Regions from separate parts of the Zea mays genome. Here region 1 is linked to region 2. The links are chromatin contacts, called in public Hi-C maps. All regions are on one chromosome and are shown on one strand. The core of a region is the stretch at or near the end of the contact, and the rest is flanking DNA. Distances in the headings are between cores, read along the strand shown. Region 1 holds the start of LOC100280092. Region 2 holds the start of LOC100217258.

What was found. A called contact is a pair of places that touch in the nucleus more often than the background predicts.
Region 1: a contact with region 2 is called in a Hi-C map of ear, with 1.9 times the contacts expected there. The contact joins the promoter of LOC100280092 here to the promoter of LOC100217258 in region 2. A contact is called at or near these places in 3 of 25 Hi-C or Micro-C datasets (ear, endosperm and leaf).

What each region holds. Positions count from the first base shown.
Region 1 is chr4:50,373,088-50,379,817 of Zm-B73-REFERENCE-NAM-5.0, forward strand. LOC100280092 reads right to left here and starts at 1,802. Exons shown (of 6, transcript NM_001153030.1): 1 at 1,478-1,802; 2 at 527-628; 3 at 313-388; 4 at 67-137. The coding sequence starts at 1,648.
Region 2 is chr4:50,149,003-50,156,552 of Zm-B73-REFERENCE-NAM-5.0, forward strand. LOC100217258 reads right to left here and starts at 4,762. Exons shown (of 8, transcript NM_001366423.1): 1 at 4,297-4,762; 2 at 3,140-3,205; 3 at 2,953-3,036; 4 at 2,594-2,716; 5 at 1,035-1,087; 6 at 816-865; 7 at 640-740. The coding sequence starts at 4,503.

The DNA.
Region 1 (6,730 bases), core at 552-3,051, 220 kb after region 2:
ACCCCCAAAGTCACTAGAAAATAAACCATGGATTGATGCATCGATTCCCCAACAGAAAAAGCATACCCTCCAAGCTGTGAGTTGGACAGATGCATAATCCTTCTTCACCTTGTTCTTTACTTGTCCAAATGGTCTCCCTGGAATTCATGCAAATTGCAAATACTGATTATTTCTCACAACACAAAACATGTCCAGTTGTTTGTATACTGTGCGACGCAACATGCAGTTGTCTGTAAGGAAACTTGAACAATGGACAGAAACATGTTTTATTGTGATACACAATGAACTTTCCAGTAGAGATTATATATATACCTTCAACCACCAGACCAAAATACATCATAAACATCATGTTGTTCCATGGAGATGCGGTCAGCTGCTCTACTAAGACCTACACATGACAAATGAGCAAAAAAGCGGTACCTTGGTCATGATTGTCCTCAGGTTACATACCTTGGAGTAAAAAGGTACAGGAAATTGCATTTGAGAAATCTTGATGGTTCATCCGGAAAGAAAGGCAGTTACATACCTTCTTGGCTGTAGTTTCTTTTCCTTTCTTTCCCTTGAAAAACCTATCCATGAGCTTGTGGAGGAAATGTCCAAACGGTCCCGCGTATGCAAATCCATATAGCTGTTGCATTGCACATAGTCAACAAATGAAAATAAGAACCACTGAATCAGAAGTGTGGGTATTGAAATCCAAACATAATTGCTAATATGTAAATTATGACATTTCTTTGGCACTTGGTCCAGTTGATTGAACTAGTGGCCAGAGAGCTGTCCAATTTACCAGCAGGTTAATTTTTATGCATACATATGATCTCATATTCTCTCTCTCTCACACACACACATCCGAAAGGAGTGTCGTTTAGCTATGAATCTAGACAGTCTTTTTTGGGATGGAGAGAGTACTTGGATAAGATGACAGTTTCCTTTGCACAAGAAAAATACTAGATTTGCGTGGGTCGCTGAGCTACAGACTGTACTAAGCTTGATTCTCTGAGGTCGAGCAAGGTCTGTGACTGAGTGAAAATGGCAGTCTAGTTGTTGGTGATCCGTGGATCTATGCGGTAGACGTTTATATCAGCCTATATATTTCACGTATTAAACTTGTTTTCTGATTTGCAGTCTACATCAATGACCAATCGTGTGGATTCCCGTCCCACTAGCAGGGCTACATCGATTGTTTTCATTCGGCTGCCCGGAACAAACTAAAGAAAAACGCATTTTTGTGTTGAGAAGCCACTCTGACCGTGCTGCTCATCAGCTAGGCATAATTCCACTAACTGCACAGCAGGACCCAAGAAACAAACCTTTTAAGGTAACGATTGACCTGATGGCCGATTAACGAAATCCAGATAAAAACTACTGAATCGAGTGAGAACACCAGCTGTCTGAATTTCGGGTAGGCGACAAGCAGTTACTCAAATCAACTAAAGCAAGAACGCCTAAAACGCAAAAGAAAGGAAGAATAGCGCACCGCGATGAGGAGGAGCCTCCTGAGTTGGAGCTTGGAAACACCGGAGATCTTCTGAGCGACGGCGTCGCTGCAGCCGGCCAGGACGCCGGAGGTGATAGCCTTGGTGCGCAGCGGGTGGGCCTGCAGCTGCTTCATGTAGGCCTGCCCCGCCATCGCCACCACCTCAGACATCTTGGGTGAATCGATCAGAGCTCCCCTCCTCCCTCCTCTAGTCGTGGAGAGGCGATGGAGCAAGTCAACTGGAGAACAGCCAGGAGAAGGAACAGATCATGGAGAAACAGAGGGGGATGCTGCGAATCAGTGAGAGATCTTGACTAATCCAACAAACACATCAATCAATGATTCTGACCGGGCAGGTGCTGCTGCTGACAGCACATTTAATAAGAACATTTTATTGGGCAGGACTAGTAGCACCGTAGTAGGTGAGTAATTACCATTGAATTACAAGACCACACCGTATTAGGTGAGTAATTATCATTGAATTACAAGAGCACCGTAATAGATGACTAGTAATTACCATTGGATTACCAACGTTCTTCTTCCTCAGTTCCCCTGCAGCAGCCGAGGCGAGTATTGGTCCAATAATCTTTTTGACTTAGGGCATGTTTGGATATATGATGTTAAAGTTCAGCAGTATATTTTTAGCTGAATTTTAGCACTTGAAGATCAAAGAAGAGGGTAAAAAGTAAAGTGTTAAGAGAGAAGAGGAGAGAGAAGGAGTGGTCTGTAAAGTTACAACTGGCTTGATACAAAAACCAAGATTTTTTGTGAGAGACAAATGGCCATGCATTAATAGTAAAGAGCTAACAACTATACACATAGACTAAAAGGTGGACATCGAGAATGCTTACAACCAGCAGTTGATTATATTATTAAATTTGCTCTTAGGGCCTGTTTGGTTCAGAGTGACTAAACTTCAGTCATATTTAGTCCCTAAAGAGACAAACATGGTGACTAGAAGTCTCATACTAAAGTTTAGTCCTCTAGTCACCATGAGGGTGACTAAAAGTGGCTAAAGTGATATTTTTACTACATCCATCATCCCTTCTTCCATGTGCGCTCTTTAGTCAGATTTAGTCACTTAAACTAAACATGGTACTTTAGTGGAAAGGTTTAGTCAGGTGACTAAATAAACCAAACAAGTCCTTAGGATATGTTTAGTTGCCTAACAAGTAAATTTGTTTGTGCGCGTTCTAGATCTAGATGATGTGCTCAGTGGGCACAAGATTTATACTGCTTCGGGCAATGTCCCTACATCCAGTCTTCGGTGGCTTGTGCTACAAACACCTTGTTGCTCAATGCTTATTGTAGGGGGTTATAAGCGGGGCGAGAGAGGGAGGGGCTCCTAAGTATCTTATGCGTGGTTGGACCTAAGAACTACGAATCTGGTGTTCTCTACTAAGTCTTGGGGGTTATGGCGGTGCATTCCTTGGCTTTGGCCTCCGTAGTCCTCCGTGTGTCCTCTCTTCCGCGTCTCGTCAGACCCTCCTTTTATAGACCAGGAGTGTTTACAGGTAGCTTCTTGGGGAAGGAGTTACTTTGCCCTGGTAGAATGAAGCATTCTACCGCCGGTAGAAACCTGTTTGTCGGTATTTGCCTTAGTCGTCTGCGCTCACTAGCCAGGCTCATTAATCCCGGCTGCGTGTGGGCGACAAGGGGTTCTGGCATCATCACTGCTTTATCTGTGGCAGACCAACCCTTGGCCTCCGTAGCTTAAGTCTCGGCGTGGCTCGTTGTGTTGCAGGGCTTGTAGATTGCTAGGGCACTCAGCCTCAGCTCGATAGATCATGAGTGGGAGGCGGACCGACACCCCTTGAAAGAGAAATGTGCCCTTGGGCTATTTCTAAGTGTTTTAGTGATTAAGGGCTCAACACACCACTATGAACTAACCATCTTTGTATGAGCATGAGCACATGTATATAAAGAGCAAATTGAAGATGTCAAGTCCAAAAGAGCACAAACATGGACCTAAATATGCAACTTTGAGAAATTGTATAAGTGTGAGGTTTGCACTTCTAAAGATGTTGCATAGGTCCTTTACAATGGTTCTAATACTTGTGTTTGGGCCCTAACTCATTTTGGAGAGGAAAGTACTTTTTAGGCTTGAGTTTGCACATATTGCAAATCCTATTGAAATGAAGTTGCAAAGGTATAATTCTAGCACCTAGTCAACTGTTTTAGTTACTAACAATGTTCATCCAAGTGCTAGGGAACTTCTCAAGTCGAGCCAAAAAGAAGGGCAGAAGTTTGGCACAATAGAGGAGAAGTTAGGCTAGACTAGGCACCATTGGACAGTATGGTGTGCACCGGACATGTCTGATGCTGGCCTGGTCGGCTGGCCCAAACTGGTTGCTCCTGCAAAAACGTCGTGGCTCGCTAGTTAAAAATTACCGGACAGTTCGGTATGCACCGGACATGTCCGGTGCGCCAGGCGAGCAACGACTCTTTGCTCGCGCTAATGGTCGACCGCGAGATCATCGTTGGCACGACAGCATGGCAACGGTCAGGAGGGTCACCGGACATGTCCGGTGTACCATCGAACATGTCCGGTGTACCACCGGACAGTCTGGTGCCCACCCAAAAAGGAAGGCAACCAATCTGATGATTCAATAGCCATTGCACAGGAGCTGTCTTGTGCGCCACCGGATAGTCCGATGCACCGTGGACAGAAGGCAACTAGAGCCTTCCAAATGGAGGAACAATTGGTCCTTCGCCCCTTGGGGCTATAAAAGAGGCCCCTTGGCACCTTTACCTGTACACCAAGCATTCTAAGAGCACACTACAACTCTGAGACTCTGCGACCACATTGTTTGAAGTGTTTGAGAGATTTGAGCATGTTTCTAAGATTTAACTCTGTCGTTCGTGTTCTTGCTCTTTTCTTCGCTTGTGTGTGTGTTCTTACTCCCCCTTACTTCGGTTTTGATATTGATCACTTGTGTAAGGTGTGAGAGACTGTAATTTGTGAAGATTCCTCACAAATAGGATTGATATAAAAAGAATATTGTGGCACTCAAGTTTGAACTTAGGATCACTTGAGAGGGGTTGAGTGCAACCCTTGACTGAAGGAGGTCACCATAACATGGAGTAGGCTTTGGCCGAACCACGGGGAAAATCGATGTGTCTCTTGTCCATTTACTTTATTGTGATTTCTATCTTCCTTTGAGCATAAATTTCACTTACATATTGCTCCTACTTTAATACACATCTCAAGTGAGCAATCAAGTGAAGAGTCTTTCTTTCTCTCCTCTTGTCATCCGAACTAGGATTTTAGTCACTCTAACCCATAAATTGGACCAAGTTTGTGTTGTTTTAAGTAAACTTTGCAGAATCACCTATTCACGCCCGTATAGGTGATCCCAATTGGTATTAGAGCCGTTCTCTTCATCAAGGGACTAACCGTCTGAAGAGATGGATCATAAAGTCAAGGGGAAGGTGACCAACGGGAAGGAGAAGGAGATCCCCTCCAACGAAACACCCAAAGGAGAGACTGTCAACTCCGGTTCTAGCAAAAAGAAGAAGGATGGAAGAAGAAGCGCATCAAGAAAATAGTCTTCTATGACATCGACGCTTCTTCATATTCACCAAGGGAGGACGATGACTTATCCTCTACAAAGAAAAAGACGGTTAAACAAAACTATTCTCAAACCTCTTTTAATTGTTCTTGCATTTCTTACAATTCAAATGCTCATTTGCTATCTATTCCTCTTTGGGACACCCCTGGTGTCTTTTTCGTGTTACGCTGTGAGTTTTGTCCTAAGCTTGGATGCTCAGTGAAATTTTTTTATTTCTCGATCGTGTCTATCACTGTTTATCAGGATTATTCATGGAAGTTCATCGAATTTGGAGCTATCCGATCTCCAGAACGACCAAATTTGGAGCATGTTAAAACTTTTATTTCTCAGAGCAAATGTAAATTCAAATGTCAATCTCGTCTTGTAACTCGCGTCCAGACTTATTTATTCGGACTCTCGATAGTTGTTATGTTATTCGATCTGTGTCCGGATCTGATTTCTCGACAGTCAAGCTATGTCCGACTATTTAATCTGAATCCGCATTCTCGAGCAGAATCTCTGTTGTGTCAACCTCTAATTAATTATTATGCAAATTGACTTGTTATCTCTATATGATCATTCAGCTCTATCTATCAAGTGTATTCTAAAGATTTCTCAAAGCTTGAACCAAATATTCGTACGAAATTATAAATCCTACGCTTGCTTAAGACTGCTCGATTAAGTAAAAGCAAATTTAGAAATTCAACCAAGTTATACCAACTTTCCCAAAACACTCTATATCAACTCTACAACAAAAGTTATTAAGGGTCCGTGCCATGAAAATATCGAGAAAATACCCCAATCGTCTTAAAAAATATAATTTGAAGCCTTATAATGGTAATACATTGACCAAAGTGGAATTTCTATTTCCAACCAAGATATAAAGTTTGACCTTCAATAAAATTTGGAGAACAGGTGTTATACAACAAATATTATACTTAAACCAAGTCTTGATTTGTCGGGGACCATAATTAGGGGTACCCTCAAGACGCCTAATTCTTAGCTGGTAACCCCCATCAGCATAAAGCTGCAGAGGCCTGATGGGTGCGATTAAGTCAGGGATCAGTCCATACGAGCGACTTGATCATGCCTCGCCCGAGCCTAGCCTCGGACAAGGGCAGCCGACCCCAAGGGATTTCCGTCTCGCCCGAGGCCCCCCTTTAACGGCGGACACATCTCCGGCTCGCCCGAGGCCTTGCCTTCGTTGAGAAGCAACCCTGACTAAATCGCCGCACCGACTGACCGAGTCGCAGGAGCATTTAACGCAAAGGTGGCCTGACACCTTTATCCTGACGCGCGCCCCCCGGCAGAGCCGAAGTGACCGCCGTCACTTCGCTGCTCCACTGACCGGTCTGACAGAAGGACAGCGCCGCCTGCGCCACTCCGACTGCAGTGCCACTCGACAGAGTGAGTCTGACAGGCAGTCAGGCCTTGCCAAAGGCGCCATAGGAAACTCCGCTCCGCCCGACCCAGGGCTCGGACTCGGGCTAAGCCCCGGAAGACGGCGATCTCCGCTCCGCCCGACCCAGGGCTCGGACTCGGGCTAAGACCCGGAAGACGGCGAACTCCGCTCCGCCCGATCCAGGGCTCGGACTCGGGCTAAGACCCGGAAGACGGCGAACTCCGCTCCGCCCGACCAAGGGCTCGGACTCGGGCTCAGCCCTAGAAGACGACGAACTCCGCTCCGCCCGACCCAGGGCTC
Region 2 (7,550 bases), core at 3,512-6,011:
TCAGGGCCATTCTAGTATCTAAATATTTACCAAAATGTTTACTGAAATAGGGTACAGATTCAGTGCGGGAAATAACAGCGTGACTTCAACAGTAATTTAAGACCAAGAAGTAGCTTATTTACCCACATGGGCATCAGAGCACAGACTTATGATAAACCACACCATCAGGGAAAAAAGTTTTGCTCAAAGAGTTGCTACATCATGATATATAACATGGAAATAACAGCGCTGGAAATAACAGTGTGACTTCAACAATTATTTAAGACCAAGAAGTAGCTTATTTACCCACATGGGCAGCAGCATAAATCTTTCCTTATCATTCATCACAGAATACAGATTTATGATAAACTACACCATTAGGGAAAAAATTGCTCAAAGAGTTGCTACATCATGATATCTAATCATCTATATCTGAACTTTAGTTAAGGGGAACCGCCTCTATAAATAATGGCTACACATGCCCCAGAATAATTTAAGCCAACAATGAACGAACATACTGTGATTGCCAATCACCAGACACTATTCACCAGGGAGCAACAAATAGGATCACAGATTAATGCTGCTTGATGCACGTAAATGACCATGAATATAATATATGTAGTACATATACAACATGTGACAGCAGAATATGGAACTGACCTGAACCACGGTTGAATTTGTCAAGCCAGATATGAACGGTTCAAAGAAGTCAGACCTCCTTTGAATTTCACCAGAAGTGACAAACCTAAAGAACATGACAACTGAAGACGACAGTGTTAGATAACAATACCAAGATAGTGCAGAACTAGAGTTCGAACATCTGAATGTATACAAACCATAATCAGAAACTTGTGGATCTCTGGTTCTTTCTAGAAGCTCTTCAGGCCTAAAGATGTAGGAGAACAAATAGATTTACTAAAGATACACAAACATGATTACAGGCATTGTGTCATATTTTGTGGAAGGTTCAAAGAAAAACGTGTGTTTGATATCAACAACTCAATGCTTCTTCATTATGTATTTTTCATGAGACGAAATACAACTCTGATATTTACCCTATAGGAGTTTCATGTCCCTGCAGAACACTTTCCAGCAGTTCAATGAATATCTGAACAAAATCAGAGAACACGGTTCGGTAAGGGAAGAGTCGAAGAGATACAAAATCTATGAGGTGCAAAAGAAGACTCCCTCCAATCACAAATATAAACAGTTTAGGACATCAACATAGTCTACTAGGTCTAGGTGAAATGAAACCTTGGCTCTAAAGATATATATTTCAAATAGTAACTTTTCACAGGTTCGGCAGTTCGCAGCAGCCTCTCCACATTTGCGGATGAAGGCCTGCCTCAGTTTATCCCTTCTTTAGATACCACAGATGTGGGAGCCTCCGGCACTGGTTTTGACCCCTTTTTTACTTTTCATGATAAATCTAGTACCATAAATTTTATGTTAGATTACTTTTTTCCAATTTTTAACTATTTAGGGTCAAAGCTAAAAGATTTGACATAGGACAAACATATATTGTGATAAGAGGGAATAAATTGATACTCCCTCCATTCCAAATTATAGGGTGTTTTTGCTTTTCTAGATACGCAGCTTTTGATTTGCACTAAGATATACCCTACATGTAGATACATTCTAAAAAGTATAAACAATGTACTAGAAATGCAAAAGATCTTAAAATTTGAATGGGTGGAGTATTTTGTTTCAAGAAAGTCATATTTCATACAATTCTAGAAATATATTAGCCAGCAATTTTCAACTATCTTTATTTTATCTAGACTACACCAGCATATTTCCAAACAACTAAACACCAAAACATGAATCACAGTCATCCAGCTGCCTTCTACACAAGTACAGTAGAAAACTTTGTGTGGCAAACTTTGTCTCTAGCCGATAGCAGCTGTATTTTACACTAGTACAGTATAGAACTTTGTGTGACATACTTTGCCTCCAGCTGATAGCTTATGTCCTTTGGAAGACAGGCTGGTTAGCATTCCGGACTAAACTAAAACAGGTTGCATCTTAGTTAATTTTCCACATGAAAATCAGCATATCTGAGCCAAGGTTATTAAAATGATAAAACGTTGAAACGCTCATGGGTGAAGTTTTGACTTTTAAACGTTTAAATGAAGTTTAAACGTAGTTTTAAACAACATAGAAAAAATACCAATATATCATAATTTCAGACAATAACATGAAGTTAAATACCAAAACAGCGAGGTTAGTAGCTTACCATAAAACGCATGAAACACTGTGGTTTACAGTTTAGAACGCCACAACGCAGTTTCAACCTCTAATTAGAGTTTTGACGTTTAAAAGTAGTTTAAACATCGTTTAAACGTAGTTTTAATAACACTGATCTGAGCCTCAAATGAATGACAAGAAGCATGCACTACAATAACCCAAACCAACCCTGTTCTACGGATACAGACATCAGACAGCTTATATGCCAATTCATCTATGCAAAAACCCAAAAATCATCTGGAAACGACCGTGGCACATAAGTAGACAAACCCACAAACAGTAGACAATGCATAGCAAATGAACTAGAAAACCACCCTAACAGAAAACATGACTGAGAAATATGCAAAAATAATCGTTGCAGACTTACCGAAAAGAAGTCCTCAAAAGTGAACTCAATATATCCAAGAGAGAGGAGTGTTTTCTTGCATTCCTCAATTTTTACCATGATGCGATCAGCCTCAGCTTTGTCTTGTGTCTCTAGGATGTGTTCCTGGAAGCAAATATAAGGCCGTCTTCAGTAGATCGTGCATATGGTGTGCAAAACACTATTTTGCACTATAGACTGTATTGTTCACCGAGTGGAGTTTGAAATAGAAGATGAAATGGGAGATAGAATGGGTAAGCTGCTGAAGACAGCATAAGATAGGATTGTCGCCACAATTATGAACACCGTACTGAGAAATGCAAGATATAATATACTTGTGAAAAGTACACTGCAGATACTACCAGGTAGGAAAACATAAAGCTTCGATAAAAGCAGTTTCCATCTCCACGTGTACGTCTTAAAGCACCATATTGCTCGCCAAGCAACTACAAACAAAAGTGACTAGTTGAACAAACTAGACAACAGCATGTTACGTATCCACATAAAAATGCAGTAATTACATATTAGATTAATCAGAGACACAATAACCTTAATTTTCTCTTGTAAAATGGGGCTGCCAGACTGAAACTCAGCTGCTAAAGAGGAGAGAGGTTCCTGCAACATTTACAAGATGCATAATAATTAGCATGGAAACGACCATGATAATTAGAACATGTTAGCCTTCATAACAGCTGAGAAATGTTTCTCATCAATCAGGAAAGGTGCTTAACCATCATCACAACATGCTCCTTTTTAAAAACAAGAAAAACAAACCACCTACTAACTTGGCAAAGCCCACAGATAACACTGATCAACAGGTGATCATAAAAAGCGTAAGCAAAACAGAATCCAACTTGGCGTAAAAAAAACACAACCAAACTTAATCCTGGTACAGACTATGAACTTATGAAGAAGACCTGAAACTTCAGCACATCAGCAAGACAAGCTGAAATCAGAGACTCGTCGACTTAAATAACAGGTCAATCTCCACATACTATTTCATATGCTAAAAGAAAGTCATGGCAGGTTTTTGGTTACACAATGAATCCATCTACATAAGCTTGAGTATCGAGAATAAGCAGAGCAATTAAAATGTTGTGGAAATGAACCAAAAAGTAGACATAAACAAGGGTAGGCAACAAAAGTCTCCATAGTTATCGAACACATAACTCTATTTGGCACTTTCTGAACTTAAAAAGGAATAACATACTTTAGTGGCAACCATGTGGTGCTCGGCCAACTTATACCCAACAATTTTTTCACTTCACTTGAACTTGATCATACAGAAAAACGGTGTACCAGTTTCTCTGTTGAGTAGTCATCTATCAACAAATATGTGAGTCTAAAGTTGAAGTAAATGCAAGGTCCTCACTGAAACCACACCTTTTGAGCCATAACCTCCTGTTTGTCCTAGACTAGAACAAAACACCCCGAGTCATCTCCAAACCCACATCACTCATGCTTATCGAACAGCAAGTAACCAACACTCAACTGCACCGCAGCACTGTCCCCGCAATCTGATCCCACAAGACCAGAGCCGTAGAAATGGGCACGACTAGCATATTTCCACTAGATCAGGTGCAGGCCTGTAAAACACTAAAGCGTGATGGAGACCCATCCCACCATACGGCGGGCTAACCAATACCCGATCGCGGACATGTGAGGATGGTGGGAGACAGAGGGCTCGCTCTCCCTCCCTCTCTCACCTTGTCCCCAACGCACGGCAGCTTGGGCCCCTCGGGGATGTCGGGATCGGGCTCGCCGCAGCAGGCGCGGTAGTAGTCCCCGCCCATGGAGAGCTCCACCGACACGGGGTCCGAGCAGCCGCCGAGGCTCGGGCTAGGGTTAGGGTCCGGCCCCGCCCACTCTTCTCCACCTCCCGCAGCGTGCGGCGCCTGTGGAACGTCGCCCATGGCCGCGTCCTCTCCGGGGGTCGGCGCTGCGGCCACCTCTGCCGAGGCGGTGGCGTCGGGGACCTCGCCGCCGTCCCCCGCCTTGCGCTTGCGGGCGCTCGCGTCGGCCGCCTCGCGCGCCAGCTTCGCGGGTTGGGGTTGGACTGGGCGTGGGGGCGTGGTTGCTTGGATTCGAGTGGGGGAAGCAGCAGCGGAAGCCTGCTTCTTCTGAATCCTCTTCCGAGATCTCGGCGCAGGTGGAAGCGGAAATACGTCCGTGTCGTTTTGCGGATAAGCCCTTGTTATTTACCGTTTACTTATAGCGTTCAAAAAGTCGTATAATTAAGTCCTAAAAATTAAAATAAAATCTATTTAAATTGTTTAAGGCCATAAAAATATTTGCATCTATTTCGTGCTATTAAAAATATATGTTATTTAAAAATAAACGGTTAAGAATAATGTATAAAACAAAGCTTCGGCATATATATATAAGTTCTATATATATATTTCTACTCCCCTGCTATCTATTAAGAATCTAATGTAGGTACCTGGTGCTACTACGACTTCACTCTCTTTACGTCCAGCGCAAAAATAGTGGAGAACGAGCACTCAAACCCACACCACTATGCTTTAGAAATTTAGGACTAACCACCAGATCACATATAGTTTACAAATAAACAATCTATCTATCTACTATCTATTAAGAACCTAATGTGGGCACCTAGTGTTACCACGGCTTCACTCTCCCCACGTCCAGCCCACAAAAAATAGTACAAAACGAGCAGTCAAACTCACATCCTGTGCTCTAAAAATTTAGGGCTAACCATCAGATCACACATACTTTAGTGTTTACAAATAAACAAAAATTATATTTGTAGCTTAGGCGCCCCTCCCCACGCTTCTCAGCCTCGTGGCAACAAGCGGACACATACCTAGTAATAATTAATAATCTATACTAATCTATTAAGAATCTAATGTGGGCACATGATGATATCACAGCTTCACCTTCTGACACTCTAGGCCCACCCATCACACCGCGCAAAAAAATGCAGGGCAACTACTCGAGCCCACGCCCCCTGCTTCAGAAATTTGGAGCTAACCACCAGACCACACATACCTTAGTGTTTAGAAATAAACAATAGTTACATTTGAATAAATATCTAAATACCTATTTATATGATACTCCCTCTGTCCTAGTATATAAGGCGTAACCACCTCTGGTTCAAATACCAAGAAATATATTTAATTTTCTCTATATCACTGCATTAATGTACGTATGCATAGAGAGAGCATGTCTTATATTGTGGGGACAAGAACAAAAAATGGTTACGCCTTATATTATGGAACGGATGGAGTATATAATAACCGTAGCAAAGTATGAGCAACCAACTAGTAATAATAATCTATTAAGAATCTAATGTGGGCACCTGATGCTACCACGACTTCACCCTCCCCACGCCCAGCGCCTGTGCAGCGCGCGCAAAAAATAGTGCACAGCGATTGTAACACCCTGAATTTGGGGTATAAAATTTCTTTCATATTATCATCCAAATTCAGGTGTTACTCTTCTCTATCTCACTCTAGTTTCTCTCTCTCTAGTTTCTCTCCCCCTCTTCCTCTTTTGATTAGGGTTAGTTTAATTAGTGAGGGATTATTTATTTTATTTTGCCCAAAACATATGAGTCATGAAATGTTGCATCATATTGAGCCTAAATATTCTTGAATTGTTGCACATGTTTGATTTGGTTTGAATTTGAAACTAGATTTGAATTTGAATTGAAAACCCTAGAGAAAATAAATAAAAAAAGCAAATAGAAATTCCCTGGAAATAGAAAAAGCCAATCTGGCCCAGTTAGCCCAAGTCGGCCCAGCTTGCGCGCGCGCCCGCGCCCGCCCACGCTGACAGGCGGACCCCGCCTGTCTGTCTGTCTCTCCAGCGCGCCCTCTCTCCCCCTCTCTCGCTGCTCTGTGGGACCGAGTTGTCGACGTCGTTCCTTTCCCTCCGCGCCCGCTCTCTCTCTCTCTCTCTGTCCCACCGAGCCCACCTGTCGGTCATCCCCAACCTCCCGCCCACGATCCCCCGCGGTGGACGCGCCCACGTCCGCGCGTTCTCCGGCCACGTCCCCGCGCCTGCGTCCCTTTTGAGCCCCGCGCCCTGCTCGCCCACCTCCCCTCGCTCACTTGCGCCCTCAGCCAAACCCCCTCGCCCTCTCTCTCGCTCTGCCCGCGCGAACAGAGAGCTTCGCCACCGCTCACTGTCGGCGCGGGACCGAGCGGCGCCACCGCGTTTGTGTCCGCCCCCAGTCGATAGATCTCGGGCGTTCGTCCGAGATCGTGCGGTTTAGGTTTCATTATTGCGGATCTAATCGCAGCGCTCCGATCTAGATCCGGCCGCTCTCCCTTCTCCCCCTCACCTGCGCCCCTGCCCCTGGGCCCGGCTGGTCAGCCCGCCCTGACTCGCTGACGCCCCGTCCCCGCCTGTTAGTCGCGTCCACGCGCCCGCGCCCACGCGATCTAATCCTTGTCGTTGATCTCTGATCTGATGGCCGAGGTTACCCCGTACCCCCTTCACGTGTAAGTTTTACTTAAGAGACCCTCGGCTTTTAGGAAATCAACCCGACGTCCTCTGTTTTAGCGCGTAGGCCCCTGGTTTCTTTTGGATAGCCCCCTGTACTTTTATTTAATCACAAATTTAGCCCTAATTTCATATTTCAACTTCAAAACTTGTTTATTTCATATCTTTTTCATATGAACTCCAAATTTAGTGGTTCAAATTGTAAAATGTTCATAATATTATTCTCTGTCCAAATAAATTAAGTTCATCTATGGTCTGTGCACTTTAATTTTACACCTAGAGTATAAGTTTAATGTATATGTTGATTTATTCATTTAATGAAATAAATAAAAATGAAAGCCCTAGGAGTTAAAATATATTTAATCTTGTGAGATTAATAATATGTGTTACATGAATTCATTTTGGTTTAACTTTTAGGTCTCAATGAAATGAATAGAATTAGGTTATGTAATTATAGATAACACTTAAAGAATAATCAAATTCCTAAATGAGA